2 separate regions of the Triticum aestivum genome follow, and region 1 is linked to region 2. Evidence: chromatin contacts called from public HiCAR-type data. All regions are on one chromosome and are shown on one strand. The core of a region is the stretch at or near the end of the contact, and the rest is flanking DNA. Distances in the headings are between cores, read along the strand shown. Region 1 holds the start of LOC123182319 (selT-like protein). Region 2 holds the start of LOC123182315 (cyclin-dependent kinase 11.1).

Region 1 (3,486 bases), core at 105-2,604, 340 kb before region 2:
CTAAATCAGCCCTTATATAGGAGCACTTGCTTGATCCCTGAGTAATGACCAAAGGATACTAATTCGACCTCTAATTCTAATCCAATCTCTTTCATATATTTAAATAATATACCATATTTATTCCAATAGGAGCTCTTACTTGATCCATGTACATATTTCATAACAGTGTCTGACTTTTAGTGTTTAACAAAGCATTAACACTGTCACCAGCACACTAACATTTTCATAAACAATAACTGCTCCAGTTCCACACTACTAGTTTAACGCAACTGTATTAAGCGTTCGGCATTAGCAAATGCTATCTAAGGGCATGTTCAATGCCTAGGCGCTTGCACGGGCGCTTAAGGAAATACAAGAAAAGAAAAATCATGTAGCAGCGGTGTTAGCGTCCAGTCCTCCAACGGCAATGACAAGGTACAGCTGCTTAACAGGACGCACTCTGTGTCATACCTCGAAAGAAAAAACGGGCTAGCGCCCGGGGCCAGAAGTTGCGTCGATGCTAGCCTGAATCCTGGGCTTAGCCGGGAATAGGAAAAAACGGCCGGGATATTAGGCTTAACTACTGGGGATTTGATCCTAGCGCCCAGTCTAAGCGTCCCCGTTGTAGTTGCCCTAAGAACCACCAGTGACACTGGCTTTACTGGAGTACCAAATAATCCACCTCCTAAATCATTTTGGACGATAATTGGTCCGTGTATTGGCCTCTGGTCAAGTAAGGCAGGCACACAGCAATTCCAAAAACTCAGTATCCGCTACACTACGCATAAGTCCACTCGATCCGCACAGGCAAACTAACAGCAGCAGCTTAGCAAGCAAGCAACCAACAGTCCGCGGAGACTCACTTGTACGAGCAGGAGGCGCAGAACTGCAGCTCCACGGTCGTGCCGAATCCAGCTCCTCCTTCCAGATTGGGCTGCTGCGGTTTCACCAAAACAACACGTCAGCTCTGCAGCCCAGATCGGAGCGACAGAATTCCGGGCTAGGGTCTTACGATACGACAAGGGGGAAAAGGAATCTCGGGCTAGGGTTTACGACCGACCTGTATGGCGGCGGCGGCGGGGTCCGGGTGGTGGTGGTGGTGCGGCGGGTGGGGGTGGTGGTGCGGCGGGTGCGGCTGGTGGGGATGGTGGGGCGGATGAGCGTGGGGGTGGTGCGGGGGGTGGCCATGGGGGTGGCGGAGGTGGGGAGGCGGCGGCGCGAAGATGTGGGAGAGGTCGGAGATGAAGAGGATCGCGGGGAGGCCGACGAGGAGGAGCTGCACGCGGTCCATGGCCATCGCCGCCTTCCGGTCGCCCGCTCTCCTCCCTTCTTTTTTCCTGGGACGCGGAACGGAAAGAGGCGGAGCCGGTTCTGAAGGCGACGAGGCACCTTCCTTCGTCAAGCCGCCTGCCAGGTGGGCTCCGGTGGTGTCAGTGGGGTTCCAACGTCGTGCGGCGAAAGGCCGGGAATCTTTTGGTGGTGGAGGCTGTGGGCTTGGGCTCGGATGGAAATGTCTGCTTCCAACTTACAGCGCACGACGGCGGTGGTGTGTGTGTGTGTGTGACTGGATGCCGTCGGCCTTCTGGATTTAGACGGCCCACGACGGCCCAACTACGTTTTTTTTTTACTCACTCAAAACGTGCTGCAATGGGACTGACTGTCAACTCTGGAACACTCGACGGCTACTTGAGTTAGCTGCAGTTCGCTCTCACCAACAACAAAAATAATCATGGAGTAGTTCTGTGGTCAGAAAGAGAGATGAGCTACCGGCAGCCTTGCGGCGTAAGGGAAACGTCCCATGATGACCAGGCAGACAACTGAGCTTTCTTCGGGTCAATGTCAATCAAAGTTTGGTCCAAATCAGTTTGGTAAGCGACCTTTGGAATCTTGGGTTGGAAGCTCACCACCAGGTCTTACCGGCAAGACAAAACAAGTGTTCCACTCAAGACTCCAAGCTGGTGTGGCGTATCTACCATGCCCGCTCCCAACCCACCACCGCTCCACCGGCCCATACCGGCGGCGCTCGCTCCGGCGTCGTCGGCCACACCTCACTCCCTTCCCGCTGCCCTCCTAGCCGGCCTCCACCGCCCGTCCCAGCAGCTCCTTTGGGAGTTCCCTGCTTCGCAGGCCTCGTCCCCGGTGCTCCCAGGTGTGCCCGATCCAGATCTGGACTTCGACACGCCTCCGCCTCCTCCCCCGGGTCGACCGCGTCTCCCTGCTGATGAGGTGCAGGTGGTGCTGGAGACCCCTCCCGGCCTGCTCGCCAACGCTGCTTCCCCGCCGACCGGCTTCAATGCGGCTGGGGCTGCCCGTACCGCCATCTCGTCGGGCGCCAGGGATTTTAATGAAGGTTCTGCCGCGGGATGGCTCGCTTGCTTTCGGCCTGCGCCAGTGCAGGATGCCGCTGAGCAATCAAGGCCGCGCGGCGCGGCGGCCGCGGGGCTCGAGGTTGAGAAGACCGCGCCATGGGTTGAGGTCAAATCACGGCGGCCACGCTCGCCGGCCAAGCCAGCTGGGGCATTCACTGCGCGCGCTCCTCCACCTGCGTGGATAAAGGGGCTCTGCTTCCACTGCCTTGGCCACCGACACCGGGCCGTCGACTGCCGAAACCCCGTCACCTGCAGGCGCTGCTTTCGCTCGGGCCACTGGGCGCGCGACTGCTTCCACGCCCCGCGCCCTCATCTGCGTCCCGGCGCGCCTAGGCAGTGCACGTCGCCACCCCCTCCGCCGCCTCGGATCCTGCAGAAGGCCCAGTCCCCGTCCCCGCCGGCTGCGATGGCCTCCGCTGCTGCGACCTCGGCCTGGGCTGGCGACCACTCCGTCCACCCGGAGGTGTCCGCCACCATCCACAACACCCCCGCCATGCAGCTGGAGATGGCCCTCCTGGAGTCCAACGCCGTCGTCGCCTGGTTCGACCGGGACCGCCAAGTCTCCACCAACGAGATGGCCGCGTTCCTCGCTGACAGGCTCGGGGCACTGCAACCTGACGTGGTCGTCGTCCTCCACCACCCTGAGAAGTATCTCGTGCGGTTCATCCACAAGCATCACGCCGAGCTGGCCGCCTCCTGCCGTGTGCTGCCGTTCGGGGACACCAAGCTGCAGCTGCGGGCGTGGCGGCTTGAGGCGCACGCGGAGCACGTCGACCTCGGCCAGCATGTTCGCCTATGCCTCGAGGGCCTCCCCCTCTATGCCTGGGATGATCTCGCCGTCGCCAACGCTGTCGGCTCCGGGTGCTCCCTCGACTACATCGAGCCCGCGTCCAAGTTGAAGACGGACACCCAGGTCCTGAGCCTCTGGGCATGGACGCCCTGCCTTAGCAAGGTCCCGCGAGTGAGCTGGGTCATCCTTCCCGCTCGCAACGGGGGTGCTCCGATCTATGGCAGGAAAGGACTCGAGCATCGGGTCCTCATGCACCTCGACACCCATGAGGATCCCTCCTCGGGTAGGCTGGTCTCCAAGCCATTCACGTGGCGCTACAACATCGTGGATGGCGAGGCCAAAGCTCGC
Region 2 (3,567 bases), core at 1,067-3,566:
TGGCAAAATTAGCTTCGAAGAGTTTGTAGCAATGATGAAAACCGGCACAGACTGGCGGAAGGCTTCACGGCATTATTCGAGAGGACGATTCAATAGCCTAAGCATAAGGCTTATCAAGGATGGATCTGTAAAGATGGGAAATGAGTGAAATCACAGGCTTGCAGCTGATGCTCTTATTCCGGTCACGTAAGTCCGGCCGTTGGCCCACTAAGCATAGACCCTCTTTCCTTCTCTGATGATTATTTTGGCGGAAATTTAATTAGATAGGCTCCCCCCCTGATTGGCTTACTCGTGTAAGTAGCTTTCCCGGTATCGCTGAGGTGAGGAGCACGCACCGAATGATGCACCAACTGCTCCTGCCTGATGATATCTCCTTTTGCTGTACCTGATGCTAAGTGTTGTACAATATTTTGTTGTTTCCCCCTCAGATACACTTTGTTGGCTTGATGGAATCGTGTGTACTGTATTGGTGGTTAAGAGCTAGATATGCCGAGTAGGCCACTGACTGTTAGTGCAGCCTTGCTTTCAACTGTACCAAAACAGCATATCGCCAAGGGAAGAGGACAAGAGGGCGCCAGGTAGCCGCAACTTTTTTGTATAGTGCTACCCTATGTGTGCCGTTCTATTTGCAGTAGGAGTGCACCAGATTGTCTGTGGGTACGCTGCTGTGTTGCTGTCTGGTACTGAAAGTTTCGGCTACGTGCCAAGACGGGATCAGGGTAACCTGCAGTTTGTCGTCACAGTATAATTTTGAGAGTTTGCCTGGTCTCATGTAGTACTTGTAGCGGTCCACTTATTGTTCGTGGGTTTAAACTTTAAACCCAACTGCTCTTGGGGCCATTGCTTCCGAAATCATTGGAGATTGTGTGGCATTCCTCCCATTTCGCTGACTAATCATGTTGCCTTTACACTTAAGCTTCAGCTACCGCCGTTTTCGAGCGGAGAAGAAAATCAAAAGAGGAAGCGGCTTGTTTAGACAGCGAATTATCAGCTTTATCATTCCAAAGTCCAAACTAATAAAGATTAGAGAACATATTAAAGGCGGGCTGGACCAGTGGAGATGTAATAGGTGCAGGTCTGTCGAGCTCAAAAACAGTGTTCCCCAAACTTTAATCAGTTTGTAGTGATTTGAGCATACATAATCTGCTTAAGGAGTGTAGTAGTAGCCGCATGCCTGGAGGCTGGAGATGGGAGTGTTCAAGTCACCTAATAAAGCCAGACCAAGCTTTGCTCCCCTTTCACTACTAATGAAAAAAAGGAACATAAATGAGGCCAGTATTTACTGGCGTTATCACCAGACCTTGAAGAGAACATGAACTGCTCGCTGGGACGGTCTTCTTATTTATAAATCGCTTTTCCAGCGGTCGTCAATTAAGATCACATCTGTGATGACTCGCTGTAAGCAATCATTAAGCGTACAAACAGCACGAACGCAATCTTTTGCTTTTACGAGGTAGAGCACTAACTTTGAGCACTTTTCTTTTGTTTTTACCCTACTCCCATAGATAGTCGTTCCCCGAACTACCATGACAAGGAGGTCTCCAGTGCGACGTCGTTTTTACTGGATGGTACGCCTAACCAGACGAGATTAAAAAAAGAAGCAGGTTTTTCAGGTGGTGAACAAAACAAGTCGCAGACGCACTGTCAACCAGTCCTCTACTGTAGCCTTTTCCTTTCTTCGATCGCACAAAACCCACACGCCCCACTGCGAGCTAGCCCATAACGCTCATCTACCAAACCAGAGTCCAGAACATCACGCAATTAAGCAGCAGCATCATTCATTGATCCATTCAGTAACCAGCCAGTGCACGATCGCACGGCCGCTCCGGCCCGGCCCGGCGAGGACGCAATTATGCCCTCAGCTGCTCGCTAAAGCCGGAGCAGGTGCGGTTCCAATAGTAGGGCCGCGGGGTTCGGGAAAGGTGCGAAGGGAAGGCCGACCTGCCCTACCACGGCAGGCAGATAGATCTGACGTCGTTGCCGCTGGACGCTGGTAGTAGTACCTGGTAGGAGTGGTAGATCGGCCGATCCGCCGTGTCCGTCACGAGCGCCGCGCGCCGCAGAGGATCCGGATCCCCCAGCGGGGCGGGGAGCGGGGGCGGCGTCCAGCGCAACAGCGACTGACAATAATGACGGCCCCGCTCCCTCCACGTCGGATCGCTCCATCATCCTGCCGCGCGCGCGCACCAGACCACCCACCGCGGGCGCCCCTCGACAGCGGCCCCGGGCCGACGCCGACATCGACACGCTGGCCCGCGGGCCCCGCGCGTCAGCCCCGAGAAGGCGCTGTCGTGTGCGGGCGCGTTGGTTGGATCCCGTGCGGCCTCGCTCCCGCTAGTGCTTTGCTCTCGCTCTCGGTCTCTCTCTCGTCGCAGTTGCGTCGCGTGCCGCGGTACCCGCTCGCCTCGCCCCGCTTCGCTTCAAATGGTGGCCGTGGCGGCGCAGGGTCAGCGGCGGGCGCACGAGTGATTCGCTGGCCATGGCGCGTGGCGCGGAGGAGGCCGTCGGCGTCGTGGGGCTGGGGTTCCCCGCCGACGCCGGCCACGGCCTCGCGCTGCGGCACGGCGTCCTCGCGGGGAGGCGAGGGGACGAATCCGCCGACTCCGACGACCCCCGGCTCCCGCCGCTGCGGCTCGGCGCCTCCTACTCCGCCTCCGGCGGGGCCGGGGCCGCGCTCGCGAGCCCCGCCTCCAGCTCCTCCTCCGACGCCTTCCTCAGCACGACCTCCACGCCTTCAGGTACACTCCCGGTCCATTAGTTTTTCCCCGGTGTGTTGAACCCTCCTGGCCATCGGCGCGCGCGGCCGGCCTCCCGAGAGCGACCGGGGCGTGTGATTGACTCACTGACTGACGCTGTGAATCTCGATCTCTGCGCGTCAACGAGAGACGCATATGCTTCAAGCTCGCGCGTGTGCTTTTGCTCGAATTCTGATCCGAATTTTGTCGCTTCTGTTTTCGTTTGGCTGTTTCGCTTGGAGATCAGGGCTGCTGAATCCGTACGGGGTGTGGTCGCCGCCACGCGCGCCGTCGGAGGCGTCGGAGTTCGGCACGGCGCGCGAGTACGACACCACCGACCTCTTCTTCGGCGAGAACTGGCTCTACGACGACCACCTGTTCCACCGCGAGCCGGAGACCAGTGGCAAGAGCGGCGACGGCGACGAGGAGGACAAGTTCATTGTTGACCCCGACGTCGGCGAGATTGGCGACGACAGCGGCCGACGCCACGACCGCAGCAAGGGCAATGCAGAGGCGTATACGAAACCGCCCTGCAGTTGCTGCCACGGGGAAATGGATCACAAGAATGGTCGGGAGTTTGTGAGGGATTCTTGGTCTGCTGTGTACGGGAGGTATCAGATCATGGACGACCTGACGGAGGTGCTTGATGAGTGCGGTGCGGACGCGCACCAGTTCAGGCGCAATGTGAATGACGATGCCACACTCAAGGGCGGTCCGTTAGTGGATTCCAGGAGTGGAGATGACAAGGAGTTTGATCTCAGTGCGCTGGAGAAGGAGCTTCAGATGCTCAGTCCGTACTTGTCTGAAGACGCAAATGCTGCTAACAGTAAGT

Evidence for each region. HiCAR-type assays count read pairs that join an accessible place to other places.
Region 1: a contact with region 2 is called in a HiCAR-type map of leaf, with 8 times the contacts expected there. The contact joins the promoter of LOC123182319 here to the promoter of LOC123182315 in region 2. A contact is called at or near these places in 1 of 5 Hi-C or Micro-C datasets (leaf) and 1 of 1 datasets of contacts at active chromatin or transcription factors (leaf).

Annotation. Positions count from the first base shown.
Region 1 is chr1D:391,173,279-391,176,764 of IWGSC CS RefSeq v2.1, reverse strand. LOC123182319 (selT-like protein) reads right to left here and starts at 1,354. Exons shown (of 4, transcript XM_044594844.1): 1 at 1,040-1,354; 2 at 843-916. The coding sequence starts at 1,276.
Region 2 is chr1D:390,830,423-390,833,989 of IWGSC CS RefSeq v2.1, reverse strand. LOC123182315 (cyclin-dependent kinase 11.1) reads left to right here and starts at 2,316. Exons shown (of 8, transcript XM_044594839.1): 1 at 2,316-2,738; 2 at 2,983-3,561. The coding sequence starts at 2,480. LOC123182316 (calcium-dependent protein kinase 16) reads left to right here. Exons shown (of 7, transcript XM_044594841.1): 7 at 1-447. The coding sequence ends at 148.